Linked DNA regions of Hordeum vulgare: regions 2 and 3 are each linked to region 1. The links are chromatin contacts, called in public Hi-C maps. All regions are on one chromosome and are shown on one strand. The core of a region is the stretch at or near the end of the contact, and the rest is flanking DNA. Distances in the headings are between cores, read along the strand shown.

Region 1 (2,759 bases), core at 228-2,727:
GTGCATACAGTTCAAGAGGTAAAACATTTGTGGGTCTCATAATATCTTCTATCGCTCCGGAAAAGTAGGATCAGGAGGCGACGAGCGTTCCCTAACGCGCCGTCGGTGACACCACCGGTTCCCTCTCTCTCCGTCAGCCGCTTCGGCGGCCGGAGAGAGGGGGAACCTCGGGTCTGTTCGCTAGGTGGATGTGTGATAGGGTTAGGGTTGAGGGAGACGCTGCCGAGGCCGTTGCGATGGTGTCACGTCGAAATAAGCTTCTCCGGGCTCCGTTCGCGGTCAGACGAGGCTTTTGCCTTCGCCTAGGAGCCAGCGGGGTTGGGGATCCCCGGATCTCGTCGAGGTCGCGGGCTATGGTGGCTGGAGGTCCATTGGCACTGGCCGCTTGGGTCCTCAGATGGGCGATGGATGTTGGGAGACGAAGACACTTCTTCTTCCTTGTTGGTATGATTTGTTGCTGCTGTTCTTCTCCTTCCTCTGCGCTCATGCTGGTGGGAGATCCTGCTTTGTCCGGACGGATGGCCCGACCGCGGTGCTGGACCGGTCGGATGACTCGAGTTCTCTTCTTTCCGGAGGGAACACTTTTCGCGGTACTCAAAGCCAAAGATGGCGACGGCTGTTGCAGGTGTGTTGGATTGATGTCCATGCCCTCTCAGCGCTGGTGTCAAGAAAGGAGGAAGCAACATGGCGGCAATTGTACCGTGGTCGAAGATGATGACCTGCTTGCGACTGGTTGCAAATCCTTCTGCTGCAGGGGTCTTCTCTCAAGATTCAGGGATGAAGACACAGGGCTCCGGAGATCTTTTTGTTATGGTTGTCTTAGGTACTCTAGGTGTTCATGGTTTTCTGTGTTTGCGTTTCAGTATGCTTGTAAGGGTCAACTTCTTTGTACTGTTTCGTAATATGAATGATAAAATTCTAAAAAAAATGAGGTAAAACATTTTAAATAAACAAAACTAAAAGAAAAAAAATTGAATTATGATAAATAACAACATGCAATGCGTCACTTGTGAGCTGAAAAGTGAGCTGAACGGGTGATTTGGGATAAATAAGAACGGGTGATTTGGGATAAATAGGAATTGCCCGGTGTGCGCCCATGCCATCCCAATCGCCCGCAGTTCATCGTGACAGGGCCAAAAGAACCCCGATCCGATCCTGTCGTGTGAAGGACGACGACGATTTGAAAATACTGTGAGCAAACGAAATTATGAAGAGTAGTAACAGAGGAAAACCGAAGGCCAAGCTTCACGTCCAACTACCGATCTGAAGTACTTCCTTCGTCTCAAAATAAGTGTCTCAACTTTCTACTAGCTCTAGTACAAATTTATACTAAGCTTAAGACAGTTATTTTTGGACGGAGGGAGCAGTGGAGATCGTGCTCGCTCATCGTTGTCTTCCTCCCAGCAGCAACGGGTCCCGTGGTGGATGGCGGCGTTGATCACATGCGCGATGGGGGCTTACGATCGTGCGTAGCGGGCTCCAGGCCTGAAAAGACCCCGGGAGAAAAGGTCGAGAGCAACTTGCGATCTGGGCCCGTTCAACTCCAATGAGGGCCCAAAGCAGCCACAAAAGCGAGAATTATTTTACTCGTCATTTCTGCAAGTGGTTCTTCTCAAAATATAATTGCACTACAATCCACAGCAAGTGGGTTCAACTTTAATTATCTTTTTTGTGTCCTTTTCTCCCTCCTTTTTATCGCCTCCCCCATCACTGGCAACGAGATTTTTCTTGCACCCGCAAAAGGTTCAAGAAATCCGATACAAACCACCTCGGCGTGAATGCAAGCGAACTATATTACTACTAGATTCTATCGACCTTTTGGCACGCTCTGCTACCTTCTTCTTCTTCTTCGTGTGCGTCTTAATCAAGGGTTTCACTTCCCGATCCAATGCTTATATCCGCACGAGGGCTTTGGCACGCAGATTAAATCCATTCTCTAATGGTCTGGTACTCAAGCTCCATGCATGTGGCGCTGGCATGGATCACCCACATGGGCGAACCGGCCGCCATGGTCTACCATCCAATCCAACCACCAAAAAATTAAGTTATGCCAAGCATTAGGTCGAATAGGATTAGGTTTAACAACACGGGCTCCATCCCCATCCGGGTTCTGAATTTTCATAGGCTGCAGCCAGAAGCCCACAACTTATTCGGGGGCCATGCATGGATGGATGCGTCCCAATTAGGTAGTAGCTACGACCTCCAAATTATTTGTAGGCTGCATTGATGTGGTTCATGTGGACATGTCTATGCAAGCACGCCGACGACGCGATTGATCGAGCATTCGAGCTGCTTATTAATAACTGTACCGGATTAGTTTAGGGTCTAGGGTTGGCCGGAGACCCTACTGCTAAAGCGAGCAGCCACTTTTCTTGTCAAGTTGGCGTTCAGACGGACGATCGATCGAGCCCGGTGCCGGGCTGCTTTCGCCTTTTGAGCCAAATGTACGGCAGTCTTTCGCGGCGTACGACTCGAGCTGATGATTTCGTCCATCTTTCGCACAGGCTGCATATGTTTGGCAGTACTCTCCTTTTTTTTTGCGGGGTTTTGGCGGTACTCTCCTGCTGCATATGTGAAAACTACAGTTCGATGGATATTTGGTAGATGTGATGTGCCATAAGTTCTGTGGTTCACTGCCCTTTTGTTCTCTGTAATTCACACGCTGGGACTAGTTGTTGATTGGTTGGGGTAAGCTTTTAATGGGAGCATGCAGGGGCAGCTAGCTGCGTGTGGATGAACGTCGGCCTCAGCTGCACGGA
Region 2 (2,796 bases), core at 132-2,631, 340 kb after region 1:
AAAGTCACAGTTTAGAAAAAATACAAATTTGAGAAATGAGCGTCGATTGAAAAAAGCATGACATGGAAAAGAAGTTCACTAATTTGGAAAAAGGGTTACAGATTTTATTCATCTTCCAGAATTTGAAAAAGTTCACAAACACGGAGAATGTTCTTGACTCCGAAAAAAATCAAAAAATTTAATAATATTCGCGAATTTATAAAGGTTAGAAAATTTCAAAATCTTAAAAATTTGAAGAATGCTCTTAAATTTGGAAAAAAAGAAGAAGGAAAATAATAAATACTAAAACAGAAAAAAAAAACATGAAAACAGTGTCCCCAAACGGCAAAAGAAAAATGGGCAATCCTATTCGGCACGCAGGTCGCTGGTTAACGACCTGGTGTGTACCCCCGCCCCCGTTATGTACACACTAGCAAAATAGCCCGTGAGTTGTAACGGGAGAAAAAAATACCACACGTTTTTAATTTTTTTATAATTATTTTGATTTATTAAAATAATAAGCTAACAAACTAATGTAGTTAGTCCTATCCTATTTTGTTGAAAAATCAACTCGTCCATTGTTAATTCCACCATAATGAGAAATTGAAGCGCGGGTTGAATAACAAAAATTACAGGTTTTTTTTATAAAAATAACATGGTGGATTTTCCGACGGAAGCAATAGCCGCTTTATTATTAGGGGTATAGATTCCTGACCGGCCTACCAGTTCCTAGAATCTTTTCAGACTAGAGTTTTTCCTTTCGGATTATTTCTGTTTCTCATTTTCTTTATTTCCATTCTATTCCCGTATTTTGTTTTCAAATTCATGCAGTTTTTATTAAATAATACAAATACTGATTTCATGAATATTTTAATAAAAAAATGTTAACAATTCGCCAATTCACGAACACTTGTTTTTGAAATTTTAGAAAATCTTGAAACTCCTGAACATTTCTTTGAAAGAACGTTTTTTTTGAAATTTTGGAACAATTTTCGTAATTGTTAGAATATTTTTTAACTTTTATGAAATGCATGAACATAACTTCATCGTAACTCACTATATTGTTTTGAATTTTGTGAGTATTTGTTACAAATTTAGGAACCTTTTTTTTAATTCATTTTTATTTTCTAACAAACGAACGTTTTTTTAATCCACGAACATTTTATGTTTTCTAAACAAAATTATCATTATTCTCTTTTTTGAAATTTGGAACTTCTTTGAAATCCTGGATCATAATAAAGAACAAAAAACAACAACAAGAAATAGAAGAAAATACAAAAGGGAGAGAATAATACAAAATGGAAACATCTGGGTCCATCATGCCCGTGCATGGGCCATCAAATAGGGTTGCGCGAATGGGGTGCGTGCTGGCTCGATCGCCAGCACATATAGCACGCCAAATGAGGGGAGCTCCTATCAGCCGCAGGTTATCGCTCGCACGCGCAGGGGCGACGTAATGATGGGCCGGCCTATGATGAAAAACAGCAGTGCCCCTCCGAATCGATCCCGCAACCTCATAATTCAACCACGAGGCACTAGCCAATCCTCCACACAGCATCTACTCAACACTAGTAAGCTTGCACGTGCGTTGTCATGGAAGATATAAAACAATAATGACGATACCATTCAAATCATTGCACTATTCAATGTTTGATGTGTTTATTTTAGAGTATAAGATAATCTGATTAGTTTGATTATGGCGAATACATTATTTATTTAGACGTGTCATAGAAATGCAACAAGCTCTAAGTTTTATGAATAAAAAATTTGAATGACGAAATTCATAAACTGAAATTGAATAGAAAAACGTATGTGACAACTCTATTACTTTGATAATTCGTTTTCTTGTCCATGTCACAACATTTTATTTGCGTTGCCCACAAAAGCTTTATTTTGAAGCAGTCTATCACCTCGTGTAGTTGGCAGTGCACATCATTACGATTCCACGTACAGTTTAGGTACATCAGCCAACACATAAAAATTAGAGGCGCGTGCATGACGCGGGAAAGAAAAAATAGTTACTGAATTTTGCACTTTAGTTGAAAGAAAATAATTAGATATGAAATGACACCTATAAAATAATACTCCATCCTTCCTAATACTCCTCATTCCCAACATGTAAAGCGCGCTTGAATTGTTTGGTCTTTGTCGCACAACTTTGACAATCATTATCGATCATTGTATGTCTACAAAATTAGTTTCAATATATATATATATGCAATAAAGTAGTTTTGTAAAAAAAAATACAATAAAATTTATCCATGTTCAACCCATGTACGTTAATATATAAAAATGATCAAAGTCGCACGTTGAATCCCATGTAATTTCAGGGGTGTTATATTTCATGGAGGGAGTACCTAAAGCAAAAGTCTGCTTCATGTCTTCCTAGCTTTTGACTAAAACTAAAAGTGCGTGGCATCCCCTTGAAGCATGAATAATGAATTTTGACCAATAGAACCATATATCAAATCCTTCATACGCTTGGTTACAATTTACACAATACAACAATGACACACCTCGTTCAAGGTAGACGGTTTCTCTTTTGCAAAAAAATAAATTAAACATAGATGGTTTCTCCTTTACAATAGCAAATATAAGTAGAAGGCAAAGAAGTGTTATATTACTATCTCATGAATACTTACACCAGTGTGAAGTTATATTACTATCTCATGAATACTTACACCACTTGTTCACTAAATTGGAAAATGAAGAAGTTGAATTTTATTTTCCGTCGATCTCAAAATATTTACACCAATCCATCAATTAATTAGTGAATCCTGACCATGATCATCATACCTAGCTAGAAGGCTATAAGTA
Region 3 (2,700 bases), core at 183-2,682, 480 kb after region 1:
ATAGCGCCCATTTTGCTCAAGAGCGGCAATAATAGCATTCCAAGAGATTGAATCTCGTTCCTCCATATCCTGGAAGATAAAGTATGCTTCAACCAATGCTTTGCACTTCCCATACAGATCAAGAATTGCATTTCTGACACAGATATCCGTCTCAAAACCTGATTTCATTGCTAAGCAGTGGACTTGTAGCCCTTTTAAATACCCCTTAATCTCTGCACAGGCACTGAAGATGCCCGATAAACTGACTGCATCAAAACCAATGCCTGACCTGGTCATGAACTGAAACAGTTCCAAGGCCTCATTTGCAAGCCCAGCGCGCACAAGCCCAACCATCATGGCATTGCACGTTTGTACTGTATGGCTGGGCAACCCAAAGAATGCCCTTTTAGCATCCACCAAGCTATTAGCCTTAGCATAAACATCGACAATAGCTGTCCCAACAATACGGTCGGTATTGAAGTTATTCTTTATGGCATGTGCATGCAACTGCCTTCCAGTGCTCAGACATGATTTTGCTGCGCAGGATCTAAAGACACTGGCATAAGCCGGCTGGCTCACTCCCATCCCTGACCTCTGCATCTCCATGAACAGCTCCAATCCACGCGTGTACTGCTCATTGTGAACGCACCCAGCAAGGGCTGCACCCCACGAGACCCAGTTCCTCTCGGGCATTCCATAAAAGAAGAAGAACGCGTCATCCAAACTGCCGCACTTGCCATACATGTCCACGAGAGCACTCCCAGTCCGGACATCAATATCTAACCCTGCCTTCACCGCCAACGCATGGATTTGCACACCGAGTGCCAAGTCGTCCAGAGCACCGCACGACTTCAGAAGGACAGCGAACGTTGTCCGGTCGGAGGCAACACCAGAGCGAGCCATCTCCAGAAACAGGGCCACAGACTCGCCATACATGCCACGCTGACAATAGCTTGAGACGAGCGTGTTCCATGACACGACATCCGGATTTGGCATTGCATCGAACAGTGATACCGCGGTCGCGATGTCTCCGCAGTGCGAATACGCGGTGAGCATGGTGTTCCACGAGACGGTGTCCCTGTGGGGCATCGCGTCGAACACCCTGCGAGCGTACGCGGCGTCCGCGCAGCGGGCGTACATCTGCAGGAGGCAGTTCGAGACGAAGGCTGTCGGGACGAACCCGGACACGAGCATGCGCGCGTGAGCGGCTCGCCCGGCGTCGAGGGCAGCGCGGCCGCCGCGGGCGCAGAGCTGGAAGAGGTGGGAGAACGTGGAGTTGGCCGGAGCCGCCAACGCGGGAGGCGCCCGTGACATCGGGACTCGGGGAGAGCGCGGCGCGAGAGGTGGAGCTCATGTGCTAATGGCTGGAAGGGAGGCATCGGGTGGAGGAGTGGTGGAACCTTGGAAGCGGCCGTTGCCGCGCTGCGCCATTAACACGAACGAGGAGAAAGAGGCTGGTCGTGCCCGATTTTCTTCAACCACCACGGAACGCTTTTATCAGAGTAAGAGATGGACGTGATGTTTTTGCACGCTGAACAGTAAATTTCAAAAATAATATAAATAATTTAAAAAAAAATAAGAAAACTTTGACAAATGTTTTAAATGCTCGTGAAATTCGTGGCAAATAAAATAAAATCAAAACTTTAAAAATGCTACTTTCAAAAGCATTTTGAAGCAATACTTTTGTTTTTTTGCCATGACTTTAAAAATTGTGATTTCGTACTGAAATTTTGCAAGCTATTAAAACATTTATAAAAGTTTGGTGTAAAAGAATTTCAGATTATTTAAAACATTTTAAAATATCTTACAAATTTTCTGTTCATCCAAGCTCATTTGTATGCATTCCTTCATGAGCATCTTGTCTCCCAAAGCTCGGTTACCGGGAATGCATAGCTGGCCGACCGGCAATCCATGACTTTTTTGCTCGCCCCCTCTTCAGATTCATCGATGAGATGCAAGAACACTAGATTCTCGTCATGGTCGTCGAGAATAAAGTCTTCTATGTCCCAATTGTCGGAAGAAGACGATAAGGACGAGCTCCAATCCATCTACAAAATGTACAAAATTCGGCATGAGTTTGACCTAAACCTACTCCGCGGCAAAATCGAGCTCGAACCCGCAACAAATTCAGTCGAATATACCTTGCACGTCGGTCGAAGTTGTGCCGGACCGCCCCATTCTTCTTCATGCCAGCCATAGCTCCCTCGTGTCGCCTCCTTCTTCTTGCGCCCGCCCGAAGTCGACCCACCTTTTCCTTCCCCCCCTCCCCCAGCCGAAGCAGCGCCACATCGTCCTCTTCCCGCGCTCAGAATCGCCGGAACCGACCGGATTCAAAAGCTAGGAGCCCGCGCGCCGAGCTCCCAGGGGGATCTTGTTGGAAATATGCCCTAGAGGCAATAATAAAATGGTTATTATCATATTTCCTTGTTCATGATAATCGTCTATTGTTCATGCTATAATTGTATTAACAGGAAACAGTAATACATGTGTGAATAAATAGATCACAATGTGTCCCTAGCAAGCCTCTAGTTGGCTAGCTCGTTAGTCAATAGATGATCATGGTTTCCTGATCATGGACATTAGATGTCATTGATAACGGGATCACATCATTGGAAGAATGATGTGATGGACAAGACCCAATCCTAAGCATAGCACTAGATCGTATTTGTTCGTATGCTAAAGCTTTTCTAATGTCAAGTGTCTTTTCCTTCGACCGTGAGA

Evidence for each region. Hi-C and Micro-C count contacts between places; a contact is called where the count stands out from the background.
Region 2: a contact with region 1 is called in a Hi-C map of seedling, with 6 times the contacts expected there. The contact joins two enhancer-like sites. A contact is called at or near these places in 5 of 6 Hi-C or Micro-C datasets (leaf and seedling).
Region 3: a contact with region 1 is called in a Hi-C map of seedling, with 6 times the contacts expected there. The contact joins the promoter of LOC123437529 here to the enhancer-like site in region 1. A contact is called at or near these places in 2 of 6 Hi-C or Micro-C datasets (leaf and seedling).

The regions. Positions count from the first base shown.
Region 1 is chr1H:367,009,594-367,012,352 of MorexV3_pseudomolecules_assembly, reverse strand. No RefSeq gene overlaps it. Among protein-coding and RNA genes, the nearest start is that of LOC123437615, 8.6 kb to the left of the region's middle. Within about 2 kb of position 1,477, at least 3 of the 3 cell types and tissues checked have open chromatin away from gene starts, as enhancers often do. A contact at or near this core is called in leaf and seedling, where this site is marked.
Region 2 is chr1H:366,671,771-366,674,566 of MorexV3_pseudomolecules_assembly, reverse strand. No RefSeq gene overlaps it. Among protein-coding and RNA genes, the nearest start is that of LOC123411208, 120 kb to the right of the region's middle. Within about 2 kb of position 1,381, at least 3 of the 3 cell types and tissues checked have open chromatin away from gene starts, as enhancers often do. A contact at or near this core is called in leaf and seedling, where this site is marked.
Region 3 is chr1H:366,531,164-366,533,863 of MorexV3_pseudomolecules_assembly, reverse strand. It overlaps LOC123437529 (pentatricopeptide repeat-containing protein At3g02330, mitochondrial), which reads right to left and starts at 1,432. Exons shown (of 6, transcript XM_045115723.1): 1 at 1-1,432. The coding sequence starts at 1,293.